Linked DNA regions of Mus musculus: all the other regions are linked to region 2. A link is a contact called in public ChIA-PET, Hi-C, HiChIP or PLAC-seq and promoter capture Hi-C data. All regions are on one chromosome and are shown on one strand. Each heading gives the region's core, a stretch centred on a gene start, on an enhancer-like site or on the middle of the called end of the contact. The rest is flanking DNA. Distances are from core to core; before and after follow the strand shown. Region 1 holds the start of Fbxl19 (F-box and leucine-rich repeat protein 19). Region 2 holds the start of AI467606 (expressed sequence AI467606). Region 3 holds the start of Stx4a (syntaxin 4A (placental)). Region 4 holds the start of Prss8 (protease, serine 8 (prostasin)). Region 5 holds the start of Lat (linker for activation of T cells). Region 6 holds the start of Rabep2 (rabaptin, RAB GTPase binding effector protein 2). Region 7 holds the start of Sbk1 (SH3-binding kinase 1).

Region 1 (3,316 bases), core at 692-3,191, 660 kb before region 2:
CATACGGCAGGGGCCGAACTCTCTACAGACCTGAGGCTGACTCTTCTGTGTAGCCCACTTTTCGACAAAGACAAAAATCAAACATTTAAGCAAGTCAGTGAAGAAATGCAGAAGTGAGTGTATGAGCAGCACCCCTAAGGGACCCCGGGGAAGCTGCTGCTGCTGGACACCCAGAGAATGCTCAGGCCCCGTACTACTACTGATGGTGCTCTGGGCAAATAGGCCTGAGGTTCCACATACCCCAGGCATGGGGCTCAAGACTCACCGCGGTGCACTGCCGAAGCAGGCACGACTGCTTCATGCGCCCGGGCCCCCCGAACTTCTTCATGTCTCGGCAGAAATGGCAGTCCCCGCACTCAGTTCGCACACAGGCCCGGCAACGACGGCAGCGGGTTCGGCGTCGGCGCGCTCCGGCCCCCGGTCCCCGGCTGCTCGACGACATTGGGGGCGTCAGCAACGCCGAGGGCTGTAGGCAGATGGTTGGTAAGGTCAGAGAGGCCTGCAAAGCCTGGCCTGAGAGTCTCCTGGCCGCAAGCTCACTACACCTCTGATGGGGGCAGAGCTTCTGTTTCTACCCTCAGAGAAGGTCAGCCTTTTAGTGTGTGTCCTGAGCAGAGGGCCACTCCCTCAAGACCTCCCGCCTGCTGGAAGGAGGGACACTGAGGCCCCTCCTCTAACATCCCAAGCCCAGGTTCCTGGAAAAGGCTTCAGATCTGTAGCATTACCTGAGGGAGCTTCAACTCATACCTGTTGTTACCCACACCCCCCATTCCCTCACTGATTTACCTCCAGATTCCAGGGGCATGCACCACACTCTTTCCCCTCTCCCTTCTCTCACGTGGGTACTTAGTCATCCAAACCTTTCAAACCTTGGTACTCTAGCCAGACCCACTCCATTTCTAGTGACCCAGTGTGTGCTCTCCACTTCCCCGGGCTGACACCCCTGAAATGCTTAGTGTCCCCTCTCAGCCCACACACAAGTCCTTGGGGGCTCCAAATTATCCAATAGGATCCCTCAGGCAATCTGGGTAATCTCCCAGACTCCCTAGGATTCTACAAGTTGCCCTAACATCTCAACAAAATTCAAGGTGGGCTCGGCTTTAGGTCTTCCCGCCCCCATTCACATCTTACCAGCCTGCTTTTCATCCCTAATTGTCTGGAATCCCTGGGGCTCTCCTGCCCCTGGAAACCAGATCCTCTGAAATCCCACATGGACTCAGCAAGCCTGGGGGGGTCTCTTCCCAATCAGTCTTAGACCTGCTTCCCCCAGGCTTCTCCCTTTCCAAGGACTTCCAGACCATCCACAGGGTATGGGGCCCTCCAGCACTCCGGGGGAGGGGCCTAGAGGGCGGCGACTGGAGGCGGGGTGGAGGGGGAGGTCTGCAAGGGGCAGCAGGGTCGGGGAAGGAAGGCCACTTCCCTGGGGTTGGAGGTTATAGGAGAGAAGGTTGGAGAAGGAGTTTGGAGCAAAGGGAGGGTGAGGCTGGGGGCGGGGAAGGAAGGGAGAGGCCAGGCTGAGGATGAATGGGAGTGGGAGCTGCCCAGGTCTGGGGGTGAGGAGGAGCCGCATGAACCCACCTCACACGTGTCCCGGGAGCCATCTCTCCCTTCTCGGCAGCTCCCGGCGGGTCGGCGGCCATCGGCGGCGGGGGGGCCGGGCGGCGCGGGGCGCTGAACGCTCAGAACGCCGGGGTCCACGGCCCCCCGAGGGCGCTCGGCCCCTCCCTCCGGCGGAGGCCGGGACAGCAGCGAGTGGAGATGGGGAGCGCCGGGGGCGAGGCCCTCCCACGGGCTGCGGCGCGGCCCTTCCAGGGGGAGGTCCTGCTCTGGGGGGCTCAGTCCCTCAGCCCCCCCAGGCCAACGGGGGCTCCTCGGGCGCAGGGTGCTCAGCTTTTGCCCGGGCCCCACTCAGTCCCGGGTATGAGTCTCAGCTCCCCACCCCCACCTTTCCCCAAAGCCCCCGACCCTTAACTGGCCCCTTCCCAGCTCCAACTGCCCAGGGGTCCAGGGAAAGACCAGGGGCCCCCCACCGTTTCCGGGGTTCAAACCCCGCCCACCGCCGGTTCCCGGGGAGGGGGGGGTCGCTGCAACCTGCCCCCCTCCCCTGGGTCCGCCCCTGTACTGCGGCCCCCTGACCTACAGAGACAGGGCGCGCAGAGGGGGGTGAAGGAAGCTGCTCCGGCCCCGCCCCCCCCAGCCTGCACGCGCCCCCGCCCTCCCCCCTTCAAACGCGCGACCCTCAAGATATAAAGATTTAAATAAAATTTGAATAAATCCACTCCTAAAATGGGAGGGTATAAGGAAAGGATGGGGCAGAGGCAGGAAGGGGGTGGGGGCAGTTGGGATGTCTTAGCACCCCTACTCCCCTAGCCTCGCGCTGCTTCGGCCCTGGGCCCAGGTCGCCGCTCTCATCCCTCCTCAGCTCCTTCCTCCTTCCTCCTCTCCTCCCTCTTCCCTCCCTTCTTCCCACCTCCTCCTCCTTTTTACTCCCTCCTTCTCCCAGAGGAACCCCGCCCCCTTCTCCCTCCTTCCTTCACCACCTTTACTTTCCAGGACGAGCGCGTGCAAAGCACGACGGGAGTTGTAGTTCTCCAAATTCTAGCACTATCGTGGGAAAAGTGGGACACAAGGGCCAGCCGGTACTACAAATACGATGGCGAGAAGGATGCCACGCTGGAAGCCGAGCATGGCGGGAATTATAGTCCAGTTGACCCGAGACTCCCCGTAGCAGGACATAGAGAAGGAGCGGGAAGAATGACTACAAGCAAGATGGCCTTTTCCCCCGACCCGACCTCCTTTCCAGGCACTCACACGCCCTCTGGTCCACAACCCTCCGCGCGTGTGGTACCTGACGGGAGTCGCAGTCCAGCTGCTGCCTTCCCGCTGCCATTTCTACTCATCAGGAACAATGGAAAGGTGAAAAGAAACGAGGACTACAAGCAAGATGGCGATCGAGGGGCGTACACCTAATAAGTCGATCTTATGAAGTGGGATGGGAATAGTAGTTTTCTAGCCTTCCTATGTTCCTTTAAGAATGCCAGAACCGGGAGGATAAAGAGACTACCGTAAAGATGGCAGGATACCTAACCTTTCCTGGCTGCTTCATTCTACCACTTGGAGCTCCTCGCCCGCCTGAACTATCAAAATCCCGCACTCGATGATGCAAAGCCAGACGGGAATTGTAGTCTTCCTCGCTCCCCTCTTTATCTTCTGTCGAGACAATGGAAGTGAGCGGGGCGGGGACTACCACAAAGATGGAGGGTGAAGGAGCACATGATGCTATGGGATTTGTAGTCCAACCGCTAATACTATTCTC
Region 2 (3,204 bases), core at 595-3,094:
TGACTGACACTCATAACTACCAGCTCTGGGCTGATGGTCAGCATCCCATACAGGATAGGCTGTCTTAGGTAAGTTTGTACCCTGACGTGCCATCTTGAAGCCTTCTGGCCTGTAGCCAGCTAGACTTGCCTTCAATTCTCAGAGTCACGACTTAGGCATTTTAACCTAAGCTGAACTTCAGGCAAGCCTTGGAGTGCAGGCTGTCCACACTCTTAGCCTGCCCACCAGCCAGGTGCAGAAGACAGAAATTTCCACACAAAATTTCCAGCGCAAGGGTCAGGCCTAAGGCTGGAGCTGACCCCTGTAGTCCCTCTGAGGTGGGAGTTAGTCTTACAGGTCCTGAAGACTCAGAAGCCCACGCTGGTCCGGCCTTCCCTCTTCCAGAATGCTGAGATCTGCTCCAGGGTGACCCGAGGCTGGAGACCCCAATCAGGTTCCAGGCTCCCTTGCCTCGGCCTCCAAGGCCTGGGGCTCCCAACCTGCAAGCCAGCCTCTGGCATGGGCTCAGACCCAACCCAGCTCACCAGGCTTGTGTCATGGGGCCTCTCCTCTTGGGTCTGAGGCCTCCAGAAGGTGCTCTGGGCTGGGACTTCTGGTGGGGTCTGAGGAACTAGAGAACTGAGGGAAGAGTATGGGGCTGAAGTGGCTGGTGGAGCAGTTGCTCTGCCCTCTAAGGTGCCACCGGGTGTTGGGGGACCTGGAGCCCTGTCCATCAGCAGAGGCATGGAGGAGCCGTACCAATCCTCAGAGCGCTCCCGGGCGCTGCTCGTGGGCTCAATCCACAGTTCTCCTCCAGGGCGCCAGACTAGGGTGGGGGCACGCTGGCTGGGGTCTGGTTGCGGGCGGCGGAACAGGCGTTCGGCCAGTACAGCAGTAGTTATGATGAAGAAGGCTGTGAGAGAGGCCAGGCCCAGCATGATGGGAATACAAGGTCCACAGGGGATTACTACCCACACTGCTGCCTCCGCTGTAGGCTCAGGGAGCCCCTCCGTGTGCCCAGAGGGCTGCTGAGGCGTCACTGGCATCTGGGAGACTCAGTGTGGACTCAGAACAGTCAGGAACGTCTCCACTGGGAGAAGGAAAGGACAGCAACCAGAGGATATCCCGTTTCCTGGAAAGAGATTCAACAACGGTTCTAACAACTTGACCGTGGCACAGGATGAGACAGTGCTTAGACTGCATGTCACTGGGACTGCACATCATTGGCCTTTTTTTTAAACTGTAACTTTACTTCAGAACCTCAGAGACAGATTGGGAGTCGGGAGTGCTGGATCTCTTTGTCCCTCATCTTGCGTTCCTGCTCCCACCCCCACCCCTACCCACTGTTAATTCGGCTCTTCTAATTGGCTTATTGAGCATGGGTGGCAAAACTAGAGAGGAGCAAAGGGTCCCAGAGAGGTCAAGAGCAAACCAGGAGAGGCCGGAGAACAAGCCAGAGCTGGCTGAGGCTCCCCTGCACAGTCGCAGGCCTTACTTCCCCTCCAGCCCCACCCCCCACCTCTGATGACAGATCAAAGGTCTGGGCTCTCAGGTCTTGCCTCAGTCTCAAGTGAGGAGACTTGGAATGAGAGAGAAACCCCTTGCTGGCCCCTCCCTTCCATATGCACCTACTCTTTGAGCCACCTAACCGCTCTCCTTGGAGGTGGCCCTGTTGTGCTATCTGGCTGTACCAGGTCTGTGGCCCGGCACCTATCCAGCTTCCCCAGCTCTGCCCAATCACTGGCCTGTCTGCTTCCCTTGTTGGTATTTGTCCACATCTCTGCCACCAGTCCCCCATTTGCAGTTGCTTCCGCACCCCTCACCTCACCTGTCACCTTGCTTCAATCTTGGATTTCGCCGTTTTCAGAGCCCTTCTTCCCAGTGCATGCCGGGAGGGTGTGTGTGCGCGCAGCGATCTGAAAGGCCCTGGAGGGCTGGCCTCAGAAGAAGGCGGAAGGGAGGCTACCACCTGTTGCTGGGCGACTGTGCCCCAACTTTTCCTGCCCCCACAGAGTGTTTCCAAGGCAACCTGGGGATGTGGTCAGTGTGGTGAAGAACCACTTCCTGTGTAAGGTGGAGCCAGAATGAGCAGCTGCTTTGCTCCAGTCAGTCCCACCCCACAGGCAAGGTCCAGACCCCAGCGCCTTTACCTTGTCACCCCAAAGGCAAGACCCAGACCCCAGCGCGTTCACCATCTCACCCCAAAGGCAAGGCCCAGACCCCAGCGCTTTCACCTTCTCACCCCAAAGGCAAGACCCAGACCCCAGCGCCTTCACCTTCTCACCCCATAGGCAAGGCCTAGGCGCGATCACCATCTCACCCAACAGGCAAAGCCCAGACCCCAGCGCCTTCACCTTCTCACCCTACAGGCAAGGCCCAGACCCCAGCGCCTTCACCTTCTCACCCTACAGGCAAGGCCCAGACCTCAGCTCGCTCACCCAGGGGAGAGGAAGATTATAAAGACCGGCTCAGGGGCTCCCACAGCGCTGCGATGTATCTTGCTGCCTGCTTCTTGGAGGGTCCCTGTCCTTCCGTCTACTCCCTGCACCCTTTTCATCCAGCTGTGTCATACTTTTGTTTTGTTTGAGACAGGGACTTAAGATGTAGCCCAGGTTGGCCCCGAATCCCCCCCCCCCCCCCACACACACACATACACACTCCCGTAAGCCTTTTGAGTGTTGGTTTCAGTCCCAGGCCACTGTGCCCAGGCTCATCTCTCCACTACTTCTGATACCTAACGGTGTAAGCACTATGAGAGTAATTGTTACCGGTGTTGTTTAGGCCATCATACCTTTACATGGTGTGCATGCAGTGTCTGCGTGTGTGTGTGTGTGTGTGTGTGTGTGTGTAGACCAGAGTCTACTTAATTGATTTCCACCCTATTATTTTATTTTATGTGTTTGTGTGTTTAGCTCACCTGTATGCATTTTGGTCGCAAGCATGCCTCGTGTTCAAGGAGGCCAGAAGGGGATGTCAGATCTCTTGGAAGTGATTGACAGACAGTTGTGAGCCACTTTGTAAGTGCTAGGAATTGAACCTAGGTGCTCTGCAAGAGCATCGAATTAACTGCTGAACTCCCTCTCCCTCTCCCCTTCCCCATTCTCCCTGTCCCCCGGTCCCCCTCCTCCCTTCTCCCCCTATACCCTCTCCCCCTCTCCTCCTGTCCCCCTCTTTCCTTCCCCAGTGCTAAGCTAATAGGAGCACTTAGCTGAGCTTGCGGTGCCC
Region 3 (3,196 bases), core at 139-2,638, 750 kb before region 2:
TGGATCTCCGTGCATTTGAGGCCATCCTGGTCTATATAGGAGGAAGAGGTGGAGGAGTAGGTGAGAAGAGAGAAGGGAGAGGAGAAGGGGGCGAATTCTGAATTTCTGAGATATGTTTTTCTTTGAATTACACCAGTGGGTTCCCACAAGCGTGGAGGAACCTCTCATCTGCTTGCCCAAAGAATACACACTGGCCTGAAAGGATGAGAGCAGTAAGTAATTTTGAATTTAAACTTAAAATAATAATAAAGGAATCTGAGAGGCCATAATGTGCTCTGCAAAGTACCATGGCTTTGATGCCATGGGACAGAGATCCTAGACCCAAGTCTGCTGTGTGACCTGGATCTATCACTTGACTGTATACAACAACTAGATACACCAGCAACTGGGCTGAATCAAAGGGAAAGATATGGCTGAGACCCTTGAAATTCATTCACCTTTTAGCTGCGCCCGGACCTCTCTCCCCAGCTGTTTGATCTCCTCTCGCAGGTTCTGCAGGCCCTGCTTCATGCCTAAACGAGAAAGCCAACACTTCTAAATCACAGCCTCTCCCACAAACCAAAACCAAACCCATCCTGGCCATCACCTGAATAAAACTACATCCCCCATAGTCCACCGGGCTGGCGTGCGTGAGCCCTAGGTTTCGCTTACTCTCCTCGGGAAGAGGCGTGGCCAGGATGGTGACCTGCTGTTTCTCCAACTCCCGGACTTTACTCTCCAGTTTGGCCATAGTCTGCCGAATTGTCTGCACCTAGGAAGGATCACCAAGAGGGCTGAAGACTTAAGTGTCACTCTAGTCCGCCCTACTCCTCGGTTCTCCTGACCCTTACCTTCTGGAAGAACTCGTCGTCCGGGCTGCCCAACCGGGCAGCACCTGAGTGCACCACCAGCGCGACTCGAACCTCATCTTCATCGTCTGAGATGTTATCCCCCTGCCAGGGCCGGAGTCATTGGCGACAGTTGCTCGCTGCGGTTCTCGCCCCGCAGGAACCATGGGCTTCCGGGATTTTCCTTCCTGGCCATCAGCCACCCGCCCGGGACCCAAAACCAGGAGTCCTCACTCCAGCGCGCCCGCCCGGCCCCGCTTCTCCTCACTCCAGGGTGTCCTCACCATCCCGGTTTCTCACCTGCCTCAACTCGTGGGTCCTGTCGCGCATGGTGGTCGGAGTGCCCTGGACCCGAGCCCAAAGGGCCTCAAGGTTCTAAATTTGGAAGTCCTGCACCTCTCTCACACTTGACACCCCCTCCCTCACCCAGCGAACTCCAGTACACCCCGGAGCCGCCAAAGGCCCCACCCCTTTCACCATCCACAGTCGTGGGGAAGAACCCGATCATAGGACCCCCAAAGTTCTACAGGTTGGAATTCCCTTCTCTTCCCCCCATCCTGCTCCCGCAGCTGCCGCCCCGCCCCTCGGGGGATGACTCCGAGCATGCGCGCGAGGGCTCGGCTCGTCCTCGCTAGAGGGAAAGGCGGAGGTCGGAAGCAGTGGCAGCCGAACGGAAGCGAGGCTGCCTGAGTCCAGAGCCCGCCCCGCTGCTCCCCCCCCCCCCACTACCGGAACATCTCATATTGGAGCCGAGATCTAGTTGCCCAAAGGGTTGGGAATGCGTCATTTGCACGCAGTCTGAGAGCCTCGTATCTCACATCACCCCATGGCGCCCCCTCATCACGTGACAGGCCGGGCCCAGCTCCGCGGGCTGCACGCCCGACCGCCAGTCATGTGTTCCGGCCTGTCAGCGACGTCTCGGGCTTCAGTCTCGCGACGTCCCCGACACCCCAGCGTCTGAGCTGTGCCCCAACAGCTTCTTCGAGGTGGGGAAGGGTACACTGCCTACTCTCAGCCACCTACTAAGGATGCTCTGTAGAATTCACTTTTTTGTTGTTTTAATTTTGGGTCCTCGGGCGTGGGCAAAGTGAAGACTTGCATTTGGGGCTGTCAGTATCATGAGACCTTGGAAATCAGGAAATAATAAGACCCGAGTCTCCAGCGTCAGGGAATTGCAGGGTTTTGTAGGCAGAGAATCTGGGGGTGGGAAGTGACCTCAGCCAAGGTGGCGCTCCCCCCGCTGCTCCCCCGCGTCCTCCTGGCACAGCCTCTGACAGGTGGGCGGCCTATGCCCCGAGTGAGCATTGCAGTCCCGCTGAGCTCGCTACCTTCTGAGCAGCACGACAATTCCAGAGCAGCTCAGACTGAGAAAAATGTACTGTTACCTCCGCAGCCCTGCCTTACAGCTGACGTCTCAGCATGACTTGCTTTTCTTTAACGGAATCCCCAACACCAAATTCGGTAGCTGCCACATAGCAGTCCTGCATAGAAGATTTGATCCGAATAGTAGCCTTTCCTGTATTTGAAACTAAAGCCCGTGGCTTCCTGATCTTCTTTACGCTTCTCTCACGGTGCCATTTCCCCAGATTTGTTTGTTTGTTTGTTTGTTTGTTTGTTTGTTTTTCGAGACAGGGTTTCTCTGTGTAGCCCTAGCTGTCCTGGAACTCACTCTGTAGACCAGGCTGGCCTCGAACTCAGAAATCCGCCTGCCTCTGCCTCCGGAGTGCTGGGATTAAAGGCGTGCACCACCACTGCCCGACTTCATTTCCCCAGCTTTGACCCTCCAGAAATACATTCACTTGATAGATTTATTGGACACATACATACTAGGGAATAGATACTGATATGGGCTAGCGACATATCAAGGACCAACAGACCAAAGTCCTGTGCCCTGTGGAACTTCTATTGTATAGAAGCTTCCCCCCCCCCCGCACCCCCCAAAGTCCCTCAGCAGGTGTCAGAACAGCTAAAAATGGGTATTTGAATACCTGAAAGTTCATCAAAAGAAACAATAGTCAGTCCCTTTCTGGTTCTGGGCGAGAAGCCTAGATTTCTGAGTTGCTATGGACTTTTGGAGAGTCATGTTTGTCTTTGGACCTTGGTCTCCCATCTCTGAACTAGGGGTGACTGCAAAGGACTGGGAAGGTCATCAAGACTGCAAATTGTAGGGCTCAGCGGTTAAGAGGTTGAGAGCACTGACTGCTCTTCCAGAGGTCCTGAGTTCAATTCCCAGCAACCACATGGTGGCTCACAACCATCTGTCATGGGATCTGATGCCCTCTTCTGGTGTGTCTGAAGATAGCAACAGTGTACTCATATACATTAAATGAATAAAATCTTTAGGGCTGGAGAGATGGCTCAATGGTTAA
Region 4 (3,001 bases), core at 203-2,702, 840 kb before region 2:
CTGTGAACTCCTGTGCCCTGTTACTCATGTGTACACACACATGCATGCACCAGCACAAGCAAACTCTGAGGCTGCTGCTCTCCAGCCTGTCTTGAGGCAGGGTTTCATGAACCTGGACCTTGCTGGTTCGCCTAGACTGGCTGGGCAGCAAAGCCCCAGGGTCTGCTGACTCCCACCCAGGACTGTCCTGGGGTTGCAGCTGTGAACCGCCACACTCACACTTTACAGAAAGCCAGGGATCGGAACCTGGGTTTTTATGGGCCTGCACGTGGGAATTGCTTTACCACCGAGCCTTCCCTAGGCCTTTCCCTGAACTCCTACCCTACCTACTTCACAACACCCCGGCTTTGTCTTTATTTATTTATTTATTTATTCTTTTTTTTTTCCAAGACAGGGTTTCTCGGTATAGCCCTGGCTGTCCTGGAACTCACTTTGTAGACCAGGCTGGCCTCGAACTCAGAAATCCCCCTGCCTCTGCCTCCTGAGTGCTGCTGGGATTAAAGGAGTGTGCCACCACATCCGGCTTTTTTTTTTTTTTTTTTTAGAGATTTTTCTCTATGTAGCCTTGGCTATCCTAGAATTTGCTATGTAGACCAGTCTAGCCTCAAACTCACAGACATCTGCCTGCCTGTGCCTCCGTGGGACAAAGCACAACTGGCTTTAAAGACACGTGCCACCACACCTGGCCTAACTTTGCCAGTGTTGTTTGGTTGGCATCTTTCCATGCCCTCTGAGGATTTGGTTCCCAGCGTTGTTCTTCCACGAGCCCTGCAGCTACTGTGCAGTTGAGAGTCCCACTAATTGGGTCTATATCACAGCTCCTAATTTGAAATGATTAATCAATAATTGCCTTTTGTTACTTGATTCGAGTCTGACATCCCCACTTCATCATCATCTTAAGGAGGTCATAGATGGTACAGTCTGCCACTTGTGCCGGGTGCACAGATAGGTACTTAGCAAATACTTACCGGATGATTGTCAATAGCCAGCCGTGCTCAACACCTGCAGGAAGGTGTTTCTACAGAGGGCCTGCCACGAATGGCTTTGGCCTGGGGCATTCCCCCATGCTAGTTTTAGATACCTGGCCTGAGGAGGGATGGGAAGGGCTGAGCAGCGGCTGTGGCCCTACCTTAATAAGGTCTAGACCAGGCCAGGTTGTCGGGGAAGAGGGGACTAGGAGTGGGGGGAGGGGGGGTGATAACTGAGTGACCAATAAGACCTGGGGTACTTGGCTGGCCCTTAGGGTTCCCAGTCCTGCCTGGGACTGCTTTCTGACTGTCCAGGATCAGTTTTCCTGTATCAAAAGCACCCACTGCGAAAGGATCCAGGAAAGGACCACAGAGGCCAGAAGCAGGAAAAAAAAAAGCCTGCTTTCCGAGGAGGAGGAGGAGGGCGTGGCTGAGGGAGGAGCCCACAGGTGGTTGGCTCCTGAAGTGCCTGGAGAGGTCTCTGTTGACCAAATTGTAAGGCAGAACAGGTCCACGCTGGTCACTGCAGAGAGACTAAAGGTGTGTCCCGTCTTCCCCCTGGCCATTTTCTGCCGAGAAGCCTGCTTCACCTTCCCAGCCTAGATCCTGGGATTCCTCACTCTGATCCCACACCTAGATCCTGCCTTCAAAACCAGCCTTCTGGTTCTTCCCTTTCTACCTAGGGGCTCCTTCGGGGGGCCCTTGTCCTAGGCCATGGCCCTAAGGGTGGGCCTGGGACTTGGGCAGCTGGAAGCTGTGACCATTCTGCTCCTTCTCGGATTGCTCCAGTCGGGAATCCGTAAGTATGGATCCGCGGGAGGGAGGGTTGGAGAAGGAGCCCCGGTGAGAGCAGGCTGGTCCCCGTGTAGACTGAATTCGCGAATCTCCGTGTTCCTACCGTCTTCCCCTCTTCTCTTGTTAGTCCCCCAAACAAGGAATCACCCTATGGGGAAGCGGTTGGCGTGAAGGGCTCTGGGGACTCAGGCCTCCCTGCCAACTCCTCTCTCTTTCTTTCCCTCCAGGAGCTGACGGGACTGAAGGTGAGGCTTTCTGCGGGAGTTGGGGGAGTGAGGGCACAGCGGCTCGGTGTCCCCTGGCGGGTTGTAGGAACACTTGTCGCCTAGCTGGGCTTGCACTTAGCCACACTAAGTGTCCCAACAGCTCTGAGTGTATGGAATCTTGGCTCTTGTTTTATGAGGAAACTGAGGTAAAGAGATGCAGTGAGCTGTCCGCGGGCATAATCGAAGCCTGACTCTCAGTGTGGGTAGGGGAGGTGGCTCTGAGAAGATCAGCTCCAGTGTAGACTGGTTTCCGGTCTGAGCATAACTATCTAGTAGCCTTGTCTCCTTATCTTTCAAAGCTCCAGTTTCTTTGCCTTGAAAAGCTGTTCAGTTCTGTTCTTCTAGGGCTGTGAGGAAGACCGGGAGATTGGGAAGTGAAAGCCCCTTGGAGCCTAGATGCGCCTCAGCTGCAGTCTGAGTAGTAGCCATTGTCAGGATTGTGAGGGAATGAAGGAAGAATCTAGCTAGGTGTTTTCTCTGCCTACTGCTAGCTTGGGGGGTGGGGGGAGCGGCTCAGGTCCCCAACCTGAGGAATCCAATTTCCTTGCAATGTTCAATCACACCCCTAGTTCTCCTGTGCTCAGCAGATGGGGAGAGGGTGGAAACAGGTGTGTCTCTAGGTAACGCTCAGGTTGGTGCAGTTGGAACAGTCATAGGCATGAGAACAGGTGTCAGCCAGCCTGGACTCTGTGGAGAGGGCCCTGGAAGCTGAGAGCGACACCTGTGACCTAGCCGGCTGATCCAAACATGCCATGGAGGGGCTGTGCCCGGATGGCTCTCTAGCCTAGTGGAGAAAGGCTGGAAAGGCATTCAGAATAGAGTGACTGGTCTTAAAGGTCCAGTGGTAAGGAGTGAGTGGCCCAGTGGCTGTGACAGGAAGCGGGGCTGTGTGATAGTCAGAGGATAGTGGCATATGTACCTGCAATTTATTTTTTTTTAATTCTTTAAAATTAAGTGCCGGGCAGTGGTGGC
Region 5 (3,056 bases), core at 54-2,553, 720 kb after region 2:
TTCCTGTCCGAGTTCCGGGCTCTGCAGTTCTCGCTCATGCTCTGTGCTTTCGTTGGGGCACTGGGTGGTGCGGCCTTCCTGGGCACCGCCATGTTCATTGAAGATGACCGCCGGCGGGCTCAACTCCACGTGCAGGGTGAGTGAGGGTCACTGTAGGTCCACCTTCACAGTACCACCTGCCTGTCTGTCTGTCTCCGCGTATGTACTCTACAGTTCTCCCTCCACTCAGACTAGCCCATCCATTCATGCCACCAGCTGGGGGCAAGAGTCCCAGCATCCCAGGCTCATCCAGCTTAGCTTTGGGTCTGTCTGGAAGTGGATTGGGCTCTGTCTGTGTGCAGTTCTGAGGGCTCTCCATGCTGCCTCATCTGGGCCCCTCTGCCTGTGTCCCCTTGCTGCCTGTGTCCCCTTGCTGGCTCTTATCTTACTGGCCTTGGCTCTGACCCCTTTCTCGCAGGTCTGTTGCATGAGTCTGGGCCCTCAGATGACCGGATTGTAGTACCTCAGCGAGGCCGTTCTACCCGAGTCCCCGTGTCCAGCGTGCTCATCTGAGGAGCCGGTGCTTACCCGGCCACTGATGCATCGCAGCTGGGCCTTGGGCCCACCCAAGACGGTTCCCAGGCAGAAGCCCTCACCAGGCCCAGGTCCAAGAAGGAAGCCCTGGGATATCTCCCAGCTCCCAGACACTACATGGGCAGCCCAGGGAAGAGATGGGAGTCCAGAAACGGGGAAGGGGTGTCCTCTCTACTAGGACAGCCCAAGGGGTTTGGTGCTATTTGTAATGGAATAAAATTTGTAATCAGACTCCTGACTGACTGCTTGTCTCTCTGTGGGTGCCACTGGCCTCAGGGAATATCCATAGTCCCAGGACTTAGCAGGGGCTGTCAGGTCACCCTGTGGGTAAGTCCCTGTCTTCTGAGCTTGGTAATCTAGAAGGAGGGCTGCTCTTTTCTGAGTGAGCTGGTTCAGTATGACTGTGACTCACCGTGGTCCCCTGGAAGTCGCTCTCCCAGTAGTTAAGCCTGGGAGCTGGGGGCCTGTGGTGCCCTCAGTGCCCTCGGTCCACACAGGCCTTGGCAGAGCCTCCTTGCAGTTCTCCCACCCGGGCATGGGGAGGGTACCGCGGGCCTGGTTGGCACGTGTCTCCTTTCCTAGTGGACGGGCTGCCTCATCCTGCAGCCTTAGACCCTTCCTCCACACAGTCCCTCTGCCTCCTCCCCCTTCCCACAACTGGGTGGGGGTGAGTGGGCAGGGGGCAGGCTCAGCCTGCTGAGCAGCCTGATGATTTCCTGCCCTCACCACAGCTTCCTGTCGCACGCGGTGGTGAGCAGGAGAGGCAGGCGGGGAGCAAGAAAGGGGCAGGTACAGCTGGGCACGGGGATCGTGCAGCTGGTAGCTGGGGCACGGGCCCCAGCTCTGGCTCTGGGGCGAGCACCTTTCCAGAGCCAACACTGCTCTCAACTCAGTCCAGCAAGAGAGGGGAGCCATCCAGCCCCGAAAGGATACGGCTGCCTACTGCCGGGCGGATCCCAGGCTGGAGCCCGCTTGGTCCCATACCCCTGCTGCCACTCTGTCTCGAGGGGCTGCAGTGCAGCAGGGCCTGTGGCAGGTGCTCTGCAGATGGAAGCAGACGCCTTGAGCCCGGTGGGGCTGGGCCTCCTGCTGCTGCCCTTCTTGGTCACGCTCCTGGCTGCCCTGTGCGTGCGCTGCCGTGAGTTGCCAGGTAAGTGGGAAGCTTTGCGGAACTGGATGATGGGTGGGCGCTCCATTGGATCCTCATACCCTCCCCAGCCCCTGCACTCTCCACTGTCCCTACCTGGGCCCTGATTGATGGTGGGGGGCCTGAGTTTCTTTGTCCCTGGTGCACCCCGATCCTGACTTGTTGGATTTCTTTCCTCCAGTCTCCTATGACAGCACTTCCACAGAGAGGTGAGTGGGAAGCCCGTGTCCCTGTGTGTCTTCCCTTGGTTCCACTCAAGGGTTTGGGGCTGGGGCCCTCTTGGCCCTGTACCCAAGCTGTCTCTTTCCTGCCAGTTTGTACCCAAGAAGCATCCTCATCAAGCCACCTCGTGAGTTCAGTGTCTCTGGCCCTCCTCGAGGGTTTTTAAGAGTGTGCGTTTGTCCTTGTTCACCTTTAGCTGTCTGAAGGGCTGTTCCCTGGCTTGGGATGGGGAAAGTGGGAGCCCCCATGTCTGTCTAGGGCATGTTATTTTGGGGTCCATTTGTCCTTCGAGGCCTTGATGGGGGGTGTCTGGAGCCATCCCTCAAGCTTCATTCTGTGTCCTCAGAAATAACCGTCCCCCGAACACCTGCTGTTTCCTACCCTCTAGTCACTTCCTTCCCACCCCTGAGGCAGCCAGACCTGCTCCCCATCCCGTGAGTATCCCCCAACTCCGTCCCTTGGGTCTACTGTGCCTCTCCACCTTCTAGGTTGGGGAGGCGCTTTTTCCTGGTTGTCTTGCTCCCAGAGTCCTACCTAGACGTAATCTCTGACCTTTGGCTTCCAGGAGATCCCCACAGCCCCTTGGGGGTTCCCATCGGATGCCATCTTCCCAGCAGAATTCAGATGATGGTAAGGGTGTAGGGCACAGGAGGGCTTTGGGGAGGATGTACAACCTGAGCTGATCCAGTCTTCTTCTCCCTCTCTCTTTGAAGCCAACAGTGTGGCAAGCTACGAGAACCAGGGTGGGTCTGGGGTCTGGGGTAGTGGGTGGGGTGGGGAGGCTGGACCTGTCCAGGTCGTGTTAACTCTCCTTTCTCACAGAGCCAGCCTGTAAGAATGTGGATGCAGATGAGGATGAAGACGACTATCCCAACGGCTACCTGTGAGTGGGTAGAGGGGAGGTGACCGTGGAAGTTGTGTGCCCTTTATCAACTTCTCGTTCCTTCCTTTCTTCCAGAGTGGTGCTGCCTGACAGTAGTCCTGCTGCCGTCCCTGTTGTCTCCTCTGCTCCTGTGCCTAGCAACCCTGACCTTGGAGACAGTGCCTTCTCTGGTGAGTCAGGCTTTCTGTCTACCTCCCTCTGCCATGTGCTGCCAGCTCTCCACTCTTGCCT
Region 6 (3,281 bases), core at 711-3,210, 660 kb after region 2:
AGGTGTCTTCCTTACTTGCTCCAACTTATTTTTTCCAATAAGGTATCTTTTTTTTTTTTTTTTTTTTTTTTTTTTTTTTTTTGAGACAGGGTTTCTCTGTATAGCCCTGGCTGTCCTGGACCCAATAAGGTATCTTATTGACTTTGGAGCGCTCTGTCTTGGCTGGCCAGCAAGCTATTGGGGATATGCCAATCTCCAACCTTCAGAGCTGGGATTACAGATAAAACTCCCAGGCCTGGTAGGATGGGAAGGGAATTTCAGGCCCTTTACTATGGAATCCAAGGTCAAGGGCAGACCATAGAGGGAGATCTGAGGGGCTGGAGCAGCAGTCCAATAGAGCATGCCATAGTAATACTACTGCCAGGAAACAGAGTAGGGGCAGGTCTGACATCCTTGAGGACACTCTAACCTCTGCCCAGAGGAGAACAGGAAAAGGCAGAGGACCTGGGACCAAGAAAGCTGGTGTCTCCCAATCCACAGAGGCCATGAGACAGAGGGGGAGAAGGAAGGAGATGCATGTATTTGTGTAGGGTGCTGTAGGGATACCTGGGAAGGAAGGGAAATCATAGGACTAAGCTCAGAGACAACAGGCTGAGTTTCGAGCCTCGAGGCCCAGAGGAAAATGAGGGTGGTTCAGAGAAATGCGAAGTTTCTGGCTCGTATTCTGGGCTGATCTTATGTCAGCAAGAACAAGAAATGATACCCATGGGTATCATGGGTAAAGATGATTGCTACACTTAGCTGTGACTGACAAGAGTTGCTGACAACACTTGTGGTGTTTCTCTGCAAAATAGAAAGGGGCACTCAGGTTCTGGGACACAGTCTTTTCTCTGTTGAGCTACCTGAAGCTCATCTGAAGCCCTCCTCGCCCTGCATTCCCTGCTAGAGGGGCGCAGGCAGACAGGCTGTCGGGTGGGTTGTGTTGGGAGCGGGTGCCTCACCTTTCAGGATGGCCTGCAGGGAGGCCACCTCCTCTTGGCACTGTCTCTGCACTGCAGCCACTGCCTCCGCCTTGGTGCTCTCGCTCACCTCAGCTACAGCCTTCATGGTTTCCATTTCTGCCAGGGCACCGGCCAGTTCGGCACGAAGCCGACTGAGCTCACTTGACTCGGATGCATCCTTTTGCTTCTCTTGGGGCTGGGGATCCAGCGCTGTGGGGAGCGGGGAGTGGGGGGGACAGTGACCAAGATTTATTCCCACGGCTTGCCGATCTCCTAACACCTCAGGCCACCCAGCAGTCCAGTAACCCAGTCCTACTCTCCATCTACAAGGACCTCATCCCATTCCCCTGGTCCTGCCCCTCCCGGAGTCCCAACTAACTTGGCTCGACCGTCCAATCCCTTCCAGTGGCCCCGCCTCGCCCCCTTACCTGCCCCACCCACAGACACACCCACCGTGTAGGCCACGCCCACCCCGGTGGGCGCTGTGCCCCGCCCCCTTCCCGAGCCTCCGCGCTGGCCGGCTGCCGCCAGCAGTCGCATTCGGCTCCGCCCCCAGCCCCCTGCTCCCCACGTGCGCAGCGGCGCAACTCCCGCACCGATTCCTGGCCGCCGGTGCCCCCGATTCTCACCTAGGGTTGCTGGCGCAGCTGCCATCGTCTCAGCCCAAACGGCGGATTCCCGCACTCACTGGTGATGGCACTCCCGCTTCCGGGTCCGCTCGGCTGTTTCCGGATCCGCTCGGCTGTTTCCGGATCGGCTCTGCAGGGGCCGCGGGGGGTGGGAGGGCGGGATGGTCAAGAGACGCCGACTGCACTCGAGTGGACGCGCGGCCTGGATCCCGCCTTTCTTGCAGCCTCGTGGGACCGCCCCCGCGCTCCCGCGCTCCCTGGAAGCTCCGAGGGCTTCGGGTCTGCGGTAGTCTTCTCTGGTGCTGAGGATCTGCTGAGGCTCCACTCGAGGCCACCTCCTGGAACGCCTGGTCTTAGTCCTAGAGGACGCTGCGCGCGGCCTCCTCCTTCCCTCCGCCCGGCCGCCCTTCCGCCGTAACCCGACTCGCGTTACTGCGAAGTGTGCCCGGCCCGCCCAGCATCTCCGCCCCGCGGGCCAGGGCTGGGTTGGCGTTCTGAAGCTTGGCGCAGTCAGTGGCAGAGGTGCGAAATCTACGTGTCTCCAATCCCATTTTCATATGGCTTCCTGCAAATCTCTTTCTCCACTCCCAGGGCTGTAAATCTTTCAGCCTGGGTCTGGGTCAATCTCTCATTATGTATGACCTCTCGCTTTGGAGAGTCACAGCAATTCAAACAAGTACAGAGCCTGGGTCCCCCTGCCTCCAAACCGGTTTTCTATAAAAGACTTTGAACCTGGAAGTCCTTGATTCTTTGTGGTCTCCTTGGAATGCACACCAGTGTACTTATACCAGGATGCCTTCCTCATTTCTCCAGCACTAACACCCAATCGTAGTACCCATCACGCCTGAACTAGCAAGATAACCCTTATCTCCTCCTCCTATGTGCCTACTGGTGGGCTTTTAGTGTTAGAGGGAGCCCACTACAGATTATCCCCAGACAGCCTGTGGTGGTTTGAAAATGCTTGGCCCAGGGAGTGGCACTATTTGGAGGTGTGGTTTTGTTGGAGTGGGTATGGCCTTCTTGGAGAAAGTATGTCACTGTGGGTGTGGGTTTTAAGACTCCCTCCCGACCCCCACCCCCGGCTGCCTGGGAGCCAGTCTTCTGTCTTCAGAACAAAATGTTGAACTCTCAGCTCCTTCTGCATAATGTCTGCTTGGATGCTGATATGATCCTGCCTTGAAAAATCTCATGAAAGAGATTTATTGGAGGGTCCTGGGTGTGAAGAACAAATCCAGGGGTGGCTGCCCTCTGTTCCCAGGAGCAGACAGCACGGAATTAAATAGAGGGCAGAGCTTAGATAGGATTTCTTAGGGGTGGAGCTTTTCAGGGCAGAGAGTTCCAGATTAAGGATTGGTGGGATTTCAAGTCCTGACTTTGGGGAGCTCAGGGATTGGTGGGGTTTTGCGGGAAGCCCAGAGATTGGTGGGTTTCCCTGCTTAAGGATTGTTGACTCCCCCCCCCCCCCCCCCCGCCTTCCTTTTTTCCTGCATCTAGGCTATGGGTTAAGGTAGGAAGTCCTTCCTGGCCACAGCCGGCTTTTACTGAGGCACCACCTCTGTAGGGCCGCTGGCGAGGCTGGAGAGCTCCTGCTGTAGTAATTCACCAAGAGTGTAGGCCGAGGCAGGAAAGGCGTTACCACCGTGGACAGCTCCTGCTGAGGTGGGGGCGGGGGTAAGGAAATGCATCCGAGTGGACAGCTCCTGTGATGGCT
Region 7 (3,176 bases), core at 556-3,055, 820 kb after region 2:
GGTCAAGGGTTGGGCAGCTGGTCCTGACATGGTCTGGACAAACAAAACAGCCCAAGGATCTGAAGCCTGATCATCAGGAAAAGATGAGGGGAAGCCCCAAACTCCAGGGCTGGAGCTTCAGACACGGTAGATGTTGCAATGAATGGATAAATAAACGAACAAAGAAACTTCTATAGGGCTCTGTGTTCTGAATCCTGCCTTCCCCAGCCTGTCTGCTCACCTCCTACCTGACTTTACACCTGTCTGTGGAAGGCTGAAAAAAACCTTCCTGCCCTTTCTCGGGGTACAACGCACCCAAGATCTTCCGGCATTCCCTGGGTCCTGGGGTTTAGGACATTTGTTGAGGCCCTCTTGATTGTAGATGCTTTGGAAAGCTTAAGCAAGAATCCAGACTCACTCCTGCATCGTAGAGGACACAGTGTCCCAGTCCCGGACTTGGCCCTAGGTGTTCCCCGGGTCAGAAAAAGGGAAAACACTCAGGTTTGCTGTCCTTGGGACTTAGAGGGGCAGAAAGGTGCTCTGACCCGAAATGGTTTCTTCATTCAGGGTACCTCCCTCCCCCAAACTAGCTGTTCACTGAGAGGGCTTGTCCTCTCCCTGTTCTGCAGGGAGCACAAAGAGGGACTGGATAAAGAGCCCCACTGAGACCTGAGCTGGGGTCTCAGAGTCAGAAAATAAGAGACTCATCCTCTCAAACACGCCCCTTCCCTGCCCTCTCAGACAAAGGCACACACCCAAAGCCCCAGCTGTCACCCAGAGCTGCAGAATGCAGGCACCTCTCACCTTTGGGCGCCCCAAATTTTCTCTTTCCTGTGGGGAGGGTGGGTGTCACTTAAGAACTCAGCTTGGTCTTTGGGAGATGATAGTTACGTGTCTTTATTCTTCAAAGGACCTAAGGTCTAAGGCTCCAGGCTATTCCGGGGAGACTCTCCACCTTCTAACCCCTCTCCAGGGCGTCGCAACTCCTCTCTCCCGGGGTCCGAAGCTGTGCCCAAATCTCAGGGTTGGGGTGGAAGGTGGGGGAAGGGAGAGGAGGAGGGGGCGGCTCCTCCAAGCGAGACACAAAGAGACGTCCTTCAGCCTCGGCTCCATGGCGACGCTGAGGAGGGGGAGCGCGCACTCTGGACTTCCTTCCCCACCTGCAGGACTCTAGGGACCTCGGTACCACTCACCTGCCGCCCCTCACCTGGGTCCCACTTACCTGGGCTGGGGCCGCGGGGACGCCGCGGCAGGGGGCCTGGGCGCCGTGTCGATCTTCGTCTGCCCGGCCCGAGAGGGGCTCAGGGCACCACTACCACCATGAGCCGGGACGCTGAAGGCGTCGCAAGGGGCTTGGTCGCCCGGGTCCCGAGGCTTTGGGGTGCCCGCGGCTTCTCGTTAGCAAGAGGATCTTGCTGTCCTAGGTTTGGGGTCCCTGTGTGCCGGAGTAGCGGATTAGGGAGGCTAGCGCCCCAAGCCTGGGTCTCTCTGTGTCTTGAGGTGTGCGGTTGTAGCAAGCAGATCTTGGGGGGCCCGGGTTGGATCGGTCGCTGCGTCCCAGCAGCCGCGTGCGAGGATGGAGGTCACCGCTCAGCCGCTGGGGGGTTCGGGCGCCGCCGCTGCGAGCAGCCCGGCCCTGCGGGCTCCTGCCCCGGCCTGGCGCGGGCTGAGGCTGCGGCTCCGGCTGAGGCTCCCGCTCCGCCCGGCACTCGGGCTCCAGCGCCGGTGCCCGCCCGGGCTGCGCTCCATCGCGGCCTCGCGGCTCCGCCTCCCGCCGGCGCGTACCTGCCCGCCCGCCGCTCCGCCCTCCGCCTCGCGCGCCGCCGCACGCGCCTTTGTCCGCCGCGCCGGGTGCGCGCTCCGCGCACGCGCACTCCCGCCGCGCCCTCCCGCCAGGCGCCACGGGCCTGGACCTCCCCACCGCCGCGGGAGCCGCACGATGCCCCGCCCGCTTTCCGGCCACGCGGGGTCCTAAGGCCCGCCGGTCATTGGCATAAGCTTCTTTTTCTAGGTCAGAGCCCAGGAGGGGGCCAGAACGAGGTTAGAGAGGGCTCGGGGGAGTCACAGAGGGTCACCTGGTCCAGCTGCTTGGTCCCCGAGGGGCTAGACTGTCCCAGACTATTCCAGCCTGTGCTTGTGGGGCGGAGCCTGGATCTGTTTCAAAGAAGAAAAATAAATCCGAGCTCTCCTATTCAGAATGCACTCGCTCATTCAACTACCGGTCCATCTGTTCACCCGCCTGTCTGCCCATTCATCCTTCCACCTATCCATTCGATTTCCAGGGGACCTCATAAGACTACTAGGCTACTCAGAGACCTGGGGTCTGTGGGGCCGTGCAGGGTTCAGGCAGAACTTTCGAGCTCTGCTGTAGGGAGACCGCGAAGTAAGTTTAAGGAAAAGCTGGGATTAAAGGTGTATAGCAGAACGGAAGAAGGGGGTGGGGGGTTCCTGGCTGAAGCAGCAGCTGTGCAAAGCCACCCGGGTGTGAAGAGCTTTGTTCATTAACCGGAAATTGTAGCCTGGATGCAGGTGGGGCGATCGAGCAGAGATGGCGACAGAGTGGGAACAACGAACGCATCCTTCCAGAGGCCCAGTCTCCCATGCAGCATACTATTTTATTCATAGAAAAAGCCCCCGACGCACCCAAAATCTCTCCTCCTTTTAATCTCTGATCAGATTGTTTTCTCAAATTAGCATCCTCTTCCAACCACTCCAGCTGCTGGTAGAACTTTTAGAGCTGGTTATTGCAAACTCAGGTAGCCTTAGGTGGAGCTGGGAAGACGGCTTATTAAGTAAAGTGCTTGCCAGGCAAGCATGAGGGACTTGAGTTCCTCCAGTGCCATGACACCTGTAGTTCCAGCCCTGGGAAGGCAGAAACAGGTGGATCCCAGGGACCAGCCTGATCTGATCCGTGAGTTCCAGTGAAAGACCCAGTCTCTGAATAAATAAATAAGTACGGGAGGGGAGAAGGGGAACCAAGCGAGATGCTGCTAAAGACCAGGGTTCAGGCCCCCAGGACTCAGCTATGGCTGGGCAGGTGTAGCAGCCTAGAATCCCAGCATTTAGGAGGCAGACAGGATCCCCAGAGCAAGCTGACTAGCAAGACTAGCCGAATGAGTCAGCTCTAGGTTCAAGTGAGAAACCATGCCTCAATTTGTAAAATAGAGAACAAGAGAATCAACCTCCGTCTGCACATG

What was found. Promoter capture Hi-C pulls out the DNA fragments that hold promoters and counts their contacts. Hi-C and Micro-C count contacts between places; a contact is called where the count stands out from the background. ChIA-PET counts read pairs in DNA pulled down with a chosen protein or histone mark. HiChIP or PLAC-seq counts read pairs in DNA pulled down with a chosen protein or histone mark.
Region 1: an RNA polymerase II ChIA-PET map of memory CD8 T cells shows a contact between it and region 2, with 30 read pairs. The contact joins the promoter of Fbxl19 here to the promoter of AI467606 in region 2. A contact is called at or near these places in 2 of 115 datasets of contacts at active chromatin or transcription factors (memory CD8 T cells and pancreatic cancer cells).
Region 3: an RNA polymerase II ChIA-PET map of memory CD8 T cells shows a contact between it and region 2, with 18 read pairs. The contact joins the promoter of Stx4a here to the promoter of AI467606 in region 2. A contact is called at or near these places in 1 of 39 promoter capture datasets (erythroid cells), 2 of 115 datasets of contacts at active chromatin or transcription factors (memory CD8 T cells and pancreatic cancer cells) and 1 of 9 other capture datasets (pancreatic islet).
Region 4: an HNF4G HiChIP or PLAC-seq map of pancreatic cancer cells shows a contact between it and region 2. The contact joins the promoter of Prss8 here to the promoter of AI467606 in region 2. A contact is called at or near these places in 2 of 115 datasets of contacts at active chromatin or transcription factors (memory CD8 T cells and pancreatic cancer cells).
Region 5: a promoter capture Hi-C map of liver shows a contact between it and region 2, with 4 times the contacts expected there. The contact joins the promoter of Lat here to the promoter of AI467606 in region 2. A contact is called at or near these places in 5 of 39 promoter capture datasets (cranial neural crest, hippocampal neurons, liver and 1 more) and 1 of 115 datasets of contacts at active chromatin or transcription factors (memory CD8 T cells).
Region 6: a contact with region 2 is called in an RNA polymerase II ChIA-PET map of memory CD8 T cells, with 12 read pairs. The contact joins the promoter of Rabep2 here to the promoter of AI467606 in region 2. A contact is called at or near these places in 4 of 39 promoter capture datasets (hippocampal neurons, liver and pre-B cells) and 2 of 115 datasets of contacts at active chromatin or transcription factors (memory CD8 T cells and pancreatic cancer cells).
Region 7: a Hi-C map of CD8 T cells shows a contact between it and region 2, with 2.5 times the contacts expected there. The contact joins the promoter of Sbk1 here to the promoter of AI467606 in region 2. A contact is called at or near these places in 1 of 484 Hi-C or Micro-C datasets (CD8 T cells) and 1 of 115 datasets of contacts at active chromatin or transcription factors (embryonic stem cells).

What each region holds. Positions count from the first base shown.
Region 1 is chr7:127,745,400-127,748,715 of GRCm38.p6, reverse strand. It overlaps Fbxl19 (F-box and leucine-rich repeat protein 19), which reads right to left and starts at 1,941. Exons shown (of 11, transcript NM_172748.2): 1 at 1,579-1,941; 2 at 266-466. The coding sequence starts at 442.
Region 2 is chr7:127,090,076-127,093,279 of GRCm38.p6, reverse strand. AI467606 (expressed sequence AI467606) reads right to left here and starts at 1,844. Exons shown (of 2, transcript NM_178901.3): 1 at 1,808-1,844; 2 at 1-1,111. The coding sequence starts at 1,025. The coding sequence ends at 348.
Region 3 is chr7:127,840,000-127,843,195 of GRCm38.p6, reverse strand. It overlaps Stx4a (syntaxin 4A (placental)), which reads right to left and starts at 1,388. Exons shown (of 11, transcript NM_009294.3): 1 at 1,128-1,388; 2 at 831-932; 3 at 652-751; 4 at 438-512. The coding sequence starts at 1,157.
Region 4 is chr7:127,928,564-127,931,564 of GRCm38.p6, reverse strand. Prss8 (protease, serine 8 (prostasin)) reads left to right here and starts at 1,452. Exons shown (of 6, transcript NM_133351.3): 1 at 1,452-1,767; 2 at 1,991-2,008. The coding sequence starts at 1,683.
Region 5 is chr7:126,367,815-126,370,870 of GRCm38.p6, reverse strand. Lat (linker for activation of T cells) reads left to right here and starts at 1,303. Exons shown (of 12, transcript NM_010689.3): 1 at 1,303-1,723; 2 at 1,902-1,929; 3 at 2,035-2,069; 4 at 2,289-2,376; 5 at 2,508-2,572; 6 at 2,656-2,685; 7 at 2,765-2,825; 8 at 2,901-2,995. The coding sequence starts at 1,621. It overlaps Spns1 (spinster homolog 1), which reads left to right. Exons shown (of 12, transcript NM_023712.3): 11 at 1-136; 12 at 458-811. The coding sequence ends at 552. Mir7058 (microRNA 7058) reads left to right here and starts at 2,826; the gene lies at 2,826-2,900.
Region 6 is chr7:126,427,446-126,430,726 of GRCm38.p6, reverse strand. Rabep2 (rabaptin, RAB GTPase binding effector protein 2) reads right to left here and starts at 1,960. Exons shown (of 13, transcript NM_030566.2): 1 at 1,571-1,960; 2 at 942-1,151. The coding sequence starts at 1,595.
Region 7 is chr7:126,271,125-126,274,300 of GRCm38.p6, reverse strand. It overlaps Sbk1 (SH3-binding kinase 1), which reads right to left and starts at 1,805. Exons shown (of 4, transcript NM_145587.3): 1 at 1,202-1,805.